Linked DNA regions of Gossypium arboreum: region 2 is linked to region 1. A link is a contact called in public Hi-C data. All regions are on one chromosome and are shown on one strand. The core of a region is the stretch at or near the end of the contact, and the rest is flanking DNA. Distances in the headings are between cores, read along the strand shown.

What was found. Hi-C and Micro-C count contacts between places; a contact is called where the count stands out from the background.
Region 2: a Hi-C map of leaf shows a contact between it and region 1, with 5 times the contacts expected there. The contact joins the promoter of LOC108486658 here to the promoter of LOC108486164 in region 1. A contact is called at or near these places in 2 of 5 Hi-C or Micro-C datasets (both in leaf).

What each region holds. Positions count from the first base shown.
Region 1 is chr6:120,749,460-120,753,199 of ASM2569848v2, forward strand. It overlaps LOC108486164 (20 kDa chaperonin, chloroplastic-like), which reads left to right and starts at 2,109. Exons shown (of 9, transcript XM_017790034.2): 1 at 2,109-2,355; 2 at 2,726-2,981; 3 at 3,064-3,401; 4 at 3,525-3,627.
Region 2 is chr6:121,137,889-121,141,628 of ASM2569848v2, forward strand. LOC108486658 (probable polygalacturonase) reads right to left here and starts at 1,588. Exons shown (of 5, transcript XM_017790825.2): 1 at 519-1,588; 2 at 118-238. The coding sequence starts at 917.

The sequences.
Region 1 (3,740 bases), core at 859-3,358:
AATCATACTGAAAAATACAGAGAAGCCAAGTTACAAATTACAGCAGACTCTATTAATGGGAATTGTACTAGCATAAAACTATAACAAGAACTTTGACCTGGCGGTGTCTAGGCTCATGGACATCCCAGAATATATGTTTCAATGACACCAATCCCGCCACCTTTTACTTTCATAATGAGATCAGGCCACATATGTTTTAATGTCAATAGTTAGCCATTTGCAGAGTCTTTAAACAAATATATATAAATATATATATGTTTATACTAAACATGCTCAGTGCTGCGAGGATAGTGAATGGAAGCAACATTCATAATCTTTCGTTGTCCATCAATGATAATGGCATTAGCATCATATTCAACCTTGACTGCTGAGCATAAACTCGACAAAGCTAAGGCAACCAAGAGAAAAAACTGTAAAAAATACAACGTCGGTAAAACCACGGGCAGAGGAGAAGAAAATTCACTATGTCAAATTCGAATTAATACAAGAGTAATAGACTATGTCTAATTATAGGCTTTGTAAAGTCATATTCTAATAAGAGTGTAGTAAGAAAAGAAGTGTAGTTCTATATGATTTTTACTTATTCAAGTCACTTAATTTTAACAGAAACTGAATCAAATTTTTTGACAGTTTTTTATCATAAAAGAACACTATTTTTCCTGACACGAATTATTAAGACATATCAAGGACCTATTTATTCTGCAGCAAGAATAACAAAAAAGTAGAAACTTTTTTATGTTTTTCATTGGGAAGCCTATGGCTTAAATTCATCTAAGCTGAGCTTCGATATATTTATAAGCGACCCCATCAAATAAAACACTTACCAATTATTGGCATCAAAAGGATCTCATTATTCTGCAATTTTTTCTATATTTAGGCATATGCTAATCCTTTTGTGAGTATAATTCCGATGGCATTTTTAATTACAGGCATGTCAGTATGAATGTGTTCCTATGGACGACCATAGAGTTCAATCGTCTAACAGGAGCCAAAACAAATTAGTAAACTTCATCAATAGTAAATTCAATTCTTTTTTTCAATCCAAGTTATTCTTCAAAAAGGTATCACAACTTACGGTATTATTAACCTTGCAAACCCAAAGAAAGTAAATACATTCCATTTCCCATTATGTTTCCTCAATCTACTTGACTTAATATACACATAATATGTTTTTATTTATTTTAGGCTTCATTCATTTTAGCTCCTAAAGTATACTTATTTTCTCATTTTAATCCTTATTTTTTTCCTCAATTTTATACCTTAAAAACACTTGAATTTTCAATTTAATACCTAAAATATACCTTCGTGATATTTTTTAATCCAGTTTTCTCATAGCCAATTAAAAAATACCACGAGGTGCCTTTATATACAAAAATAACTATTTTCTTTATTAATTGTATATACACATTAAAAATGTAAAAATGGAAATAAATATATAAAGTTTAGAATATATATATATATATATATATATAATCTAGAAAAAAACATATGAATTATAAAATTTATAAAAAAATTAAAAATTTGAAAAGAAATCAGTGGAAATTAATAATATTATTGAAAAATTTAAAGAAAATTTAAAAAAAAGTTTAAAGTACACTGGTGAATGATGATTCTTTTGTGACAAATGATGTTCTTTTTGCGCCACACATCAATATTTTTGTGAAGTATACTCTTTTTCCTTATAATTATGGACCGCTTTTTATGCATTTCAGTACCTATGGTTGTGCTTTTAACTTTGAAAACAATTACTAAATATTCATCTATTGTTGATTTAGCATTAGTTTGAGTGGTATGAATATTAATGTCAATGTAAAAAAATATGAGTTTAAGTGCGTTAAAGCGCATTATTTTTCTATTTATAAATTTGAGAAGGAGTATACTTTTTTTTTTTTTTTAAAAATTCAATTGGATTAATGAATTCAAATCTTAAACAAAAAAATATCCCATATGTTGGATTCGGTTAACTCTAGCTAAGTAGGCCTAAGAAAACAAATAACAAAAACTGGCCGCCATCAGATTGGCCCATAAATTCAAAAATAAAAACTGAACAGAAATAATAAACCTATATCTATACTCCAGTCGTCGGGTACAGCTGGCCATCATAATGATACTGCCAATTCATATCCCCGAGACAGCTGTAAAGCGATAGCAGATCTTCTGAAAAAAATCTTTTGCTTATCTACTTTATTTCCAAAACGGAACCATTTCCTTTTCTTCCATTTCAAAAGTCACAAACTCTTCTTTTCCTCTTTCATTCCGATGGTCTTAGTCGTTTCTTCTTCTCTTTTAATCTGAAAGTTCCAGGAAATTTTTCTCTATTTCTCTTCTAATCGATCGTGGAATCCCTCCCTCTAGGTATTGTTCCTTGCCATTCTTGAGTGCTGCTTTTGCTAATAGATGAGCGCATGTATTTTTTGTCCTTGGGATGAAATGGGATCTGATTTCTTGGAAATGTGTCTTTAGACTTTGAATGTCACCGATAATTGCTCCGATATTTGATCTGTCACGATCTGCACTTTGACATTTTGTTATTATCGTTCTCGAGTCTCCTAGTATGTCCAGAGTATGAAAACCCATATGAATCCCTAAGTTTTTTGCTTGAAATCGTACATGTGCTTCCACCCAAACGGAGATGCAACGTTGAAATGAAGAGTTGATTTTAATGCTATGATTCTACCCCCTCATCTTTAACAACTAGGTTTGATGCAGATCTAAAATTTTGTAGGTCAAAAGCCACATCAAAATAGATAGCCACATTCGCCCTCTACATGTTCTGTATAGGTCTCGTTTTTGCTTCCAAGATAAGTACTTTGTCCTCTATACCATCAAACTCTGAAATGTAATTGGTAACTTGTTTTGAGATATCTTGACTGGTGCTTCATTTGCCTTCATAGATTAACTTGTTTCTATTTGTCCATATTAACCAGAGTCCGCAACAAAAGATTCTACATTGCTCATTCGTCCCTTGATTGAAAACCCAAGTAAGCCAAGTCCAAAAATCTGGATTGCTATTATTAAGAACCCATGAGAAGTTTAAATGTCTCCACACTTCCTTCGTTGTAGGGTACAATCAGAAGACATGGTTACTGTCTCCACACTGATCCTCAACCATTACTCTTCTCATCTTCAGATTAGAAAAAGTGGGGATGTAATTCCACAAAATTTTCCACACTGTAATTTTGAATTTCGAAGGCATGTATAGGTTCCGCAATTTCCTGTAAAAATTTTTAGTATCGGCCTGTATATAATTACTAGGATTCAATGTAGTATCCTGTAATAGTTTATAGGCACTTCTTACTGAGCAGTTTCTAAATGACTCCCCTCTCTACACCTGAAAGTCTTCATGAGTGGATTTTGCTAACAGAATTTGCAGTATTTTCCTAGCAATATCCGTATGAAAGGTATGGACAATCAATTAACTCTTCCAAGTTCTGTTATCTTCATCGATTAAGTCAGACACTAATCTGATATTTTCATTTCTGTTGTGATTTTGTATTCTGTCTTCTTCTTTACCCAACACCCAGAGATCGGTCCACACTGATATATGGTCTCCTTTACCAACCCTCCAGCATAATCCTTCCTCCAGAAGCCTTTTTGCTGGCCAAACACTCCTCCAAGTAAGTTAAGGTAAGTTACCTAAATGAGCATTTAAGAAATTTGTATTCAGGTAATACTTAGCTTTTAAAATACGGGCTAACAAAGAATTTGGATAACTAATAAGACGCCAACCCTACTTAGCT
Region 2 (3,740 bases), core at 338-2,837, 390 kb after region 1:
GACAAGTAGGTGCTATGACATAGAATAGGTAAATTGGCTGGCTCTATCAGGTGAGCAACCTTTTCATTCAAACAATTTAATGAGAAACCTATTAGGGGCAGGGGTGAAGAAGCTTACCAGTTATAACAACATCTTCGAGGTTTTGGCCGTGGATCAAACTTCCATACCGAGATCCACGATGCTCTCTTCCGTACCCGTATGATGGCAATGGAGGCATTAATGGCCATCGCTTCTCGTCCTGTATGATAGCGGGAAACAGCAAACAACAAGATCGAATCCACCAAAATCCAAAGTTTTAAACACAATAGCCGGATAACACAGAGAAATCAGGAATACCGTCATATTTGCATGGAAAGGATCAAAGTTGTCACTAAATATAGTCATGATGTGATTTTTTTCACACTAAATATTGGTCCCCTTTCATCACAAATCACAACCCATAAACGACTAAACATGTTAAATAACGAGGGAGAATATCATTTTTCATTGCCAAAATTCATGAAAATGGAAAAACCAACCTGGATTCCAAGAATCTCAGCATCCTCAGCAAGGAACAAAGTCATATGACTAGTAAGATTAAACGGCGCCGTAAGCCATTTTCCAGGCGGGACATTGAGCTGACCACCACCTCTCTTCCCAAGCTTCGAGATGGCCGAGATAGCCCTCTCAAACGCCGCCGTGTCATCCGTTACCCCATCGCCAACCCCGCCAAAATCCGTAATATTAAACTCGAAAGGCCGGGACCCGGACATAGACCGACCCGGCCCAGCTTTTCCGAACACAGAGAACCCAGCCCCAACTATATCCCGTTGCCATAGAAAAACAGAACCGAAAGCCGAGATCCAGAGAACAATAAACAGAGTTTTATGCGAAGAAAGGAATGCCGGAAATCCCCCAACCGGCAATGACTCAGCCATATTGGGTTTAGCGAATTTGGTTAAAAGAAACGATTTCTGGCCCTTTTAGTAAAAGGGGTGTTGTGCTTTGTTGGTGAGATGATGGAGATGAGTAGCCGCCAGATTTGGTCGATTGGAAATGGAGTACATTTCAATTCTAGGGGAGATCGCAATGGTCAATGGAGAACCAAGTCCATAGTTTCTAGCTTTGGGCAGGTCGACGTTCTTGAGTTGAATGAAACTAGATTTTTTTACTGCGGGTATCAAGTTGCCTGCGTGGTTTATTTGAAGGATGTAATTGGATTTCGGATTGTGTGAGGTTTCAGTCACGGCAGCGAGATGCAAAGTCACATCACCATCATCGTCCGGTAGTAGGTAAATAGTTGAAGAGTTGCAATCTGACCATTTTGAAAACAGTAGTTGAGATGTTGACGTCAAACACGAAAAACTCTTTCGTTATACGAAATTTTCCGGTTGTTGACCTGTGTCAACTAAAACCTGGATCTTTATTTATGTGCCCATCTCACACTGTTTGTTCGGCCTTCACACTTTACACCCATATTCCCCTTGGGCCATGATTTAATGGCCACTTTCTCGTTTCTTTTCCTTCATTTTACTCGCCTAAAAATAAGATTTTTGTAGTTCCGTCACTATTTTTAGTGAACGTTTTTATCGTAGTCAGACAGCAAGTTTGAATTTACCATTGGTTAGGAGGATTCTCCAATTGTTAAAGTGAGTTTGGTATTGGAGAATAAAGCATGGAGGAAAATAGAATTCCAGATTCGTTAACCAAAATAATTTCTGACAAGAAGAAAGATATATGGGTCTTTGAGAAGGTTCTGGGGGAACTCATACATCTCTTGGAATTCAACATGGATAGAAATGGTGTTTATTTGCATTAGTCTAATGTAATTGCTTGTTTATTTTGTCATTAAAAAAATTTTAATGGCCGTGCCACATCATATCTACATATTTTATTTTATCATTCAACTTTTAAATTATTTTCAGTTTCACCGCTCAAAAATATCATTTTTAAATATTGATCATGTAAAAATATTAAAAATTAAAATTTTAAATTTCAGAACATTCAAATCAATCTTATAGATTGTTGGAAAAATTTATCTTTTAATTGTGTCAATCAATTTGTTACTTTAAAATTGAAATTAATTAATTTAATCACCTTCTAAAATATAATATTTTATTTTATGTTTTTAAGTTATGCTTAATGAACTCAACTCAAACAAAACTCACAATTTTGTTGATTATATGATGTTGAATCTTTCACGTTAATTTAAAAGAAAAAAAATCCTTGCAATTAATTAAATTAGTTAATTTGATCTTCCATGCCAAACAAAACCTCGAATTTTTTCCATCACTTCTTTACCCATACCAAGAACAAGCGATCAATTTAATTAATTGAAAATAAATTCTTTTCTTTTAGCATAGCACGTGGGATTCAAGATCATATAATTAAAGGAACTTTAGATTTTTAAATATTATTAAATATGAGTTATTTTAGTTGATTTCATTAAGGATAATCTGAAACATAAAATAAAATTTAAAATTTTAGAAGAATATTAAATTAATTAATTTAATTAATTTCAATATTATAATAACAAATCGATTCATATTATCGAGGATAAAAATTTTAACAATTTATTTAATTGATTTTGATATTTTAAAATTTCAAGATTAAAAAAATTAAAATTTTCAATAATGAGATAAACAAGTACAATTTGACAATTTTAAATGCATTATTTTATTTTTTATCACTTTTTCACTTTACCCAAATCAAGACTTAAAAAAAAGATATTTTTGGGGTGATCAAAATGAAAGTGACCTGAAATTGGGTGATCAAAATGAAAGTGTAAACATGATATGCAGGGCAAGGGGAAGAGGCCAGGTAAGAGCTTGTGGAAAATTATTGTTTTAGTCCCCCAAAATTTATAAAATCATAAGTTAATATATGGAAAAATTATAATTTGGCCCCCAAAAGGCTAGAATTTCGATTTAGTCCTCTTGAAAACCATAAAGATATAAGCTAATACAAGCGTAAAATTATATTTTATTTCTCATAAAAAAATATAACTTAATCTTGCCCCCCTAAAAAAATTTATGGCTTCGCCCCTAATGATGTGGACATAATTTAGCATGTACAGTTTATCATCGTTAATGATTTAACGCTTGAGTGACTAAAATGAAAACCTTTTTTAATAGAGATGATGAAATTGAAGAACATTTTTTAAGGTGACCAAAATGAAAGTTCCCTAAAAGTTAGATGACCAACTAGGTTGTGGCACCCTACACCCAACTCGAACGATGGATCCAAATATGAGATGTCACATTCATTGTTGCAACAACTCAGACTATCATCCATCATTTTCCTTGAAATTAAACAAATAAGCATGGCATAATTCATAAATGTTATGTTGTGTACTTCTATGAGGCCAAATGGGCCCACATATAGTAACTAGGGGATCATATAAGGTTATACACGGAGTTTGAATAAGAATCCTAACTTGAATTGTTAAAATAAAGGGTTGTGTCTCAAGGCAGTGAAGCCGTGTGCCGATACATACCTCCCTTATTGTTAATCTTTTACTTCAAACTATAATGTCTCAAGATAATGACCCTTATTGTAAGGATCCAAAATTCAATGGTGTCGAAAAATATAGTTTCAGAACCCAATTTCCATAAACCGTGCCCTTAAATATAAAATAAAAATATATTGAGATTCGATTTAAGTAATTTAACTGAAAGAGTAGTTAATTAAGGCTCAGGGATTAAATTGTAAAAATTCAACCGCTATAGAATTTTAATTGAAAAAAGACTTAAGGATCTTGA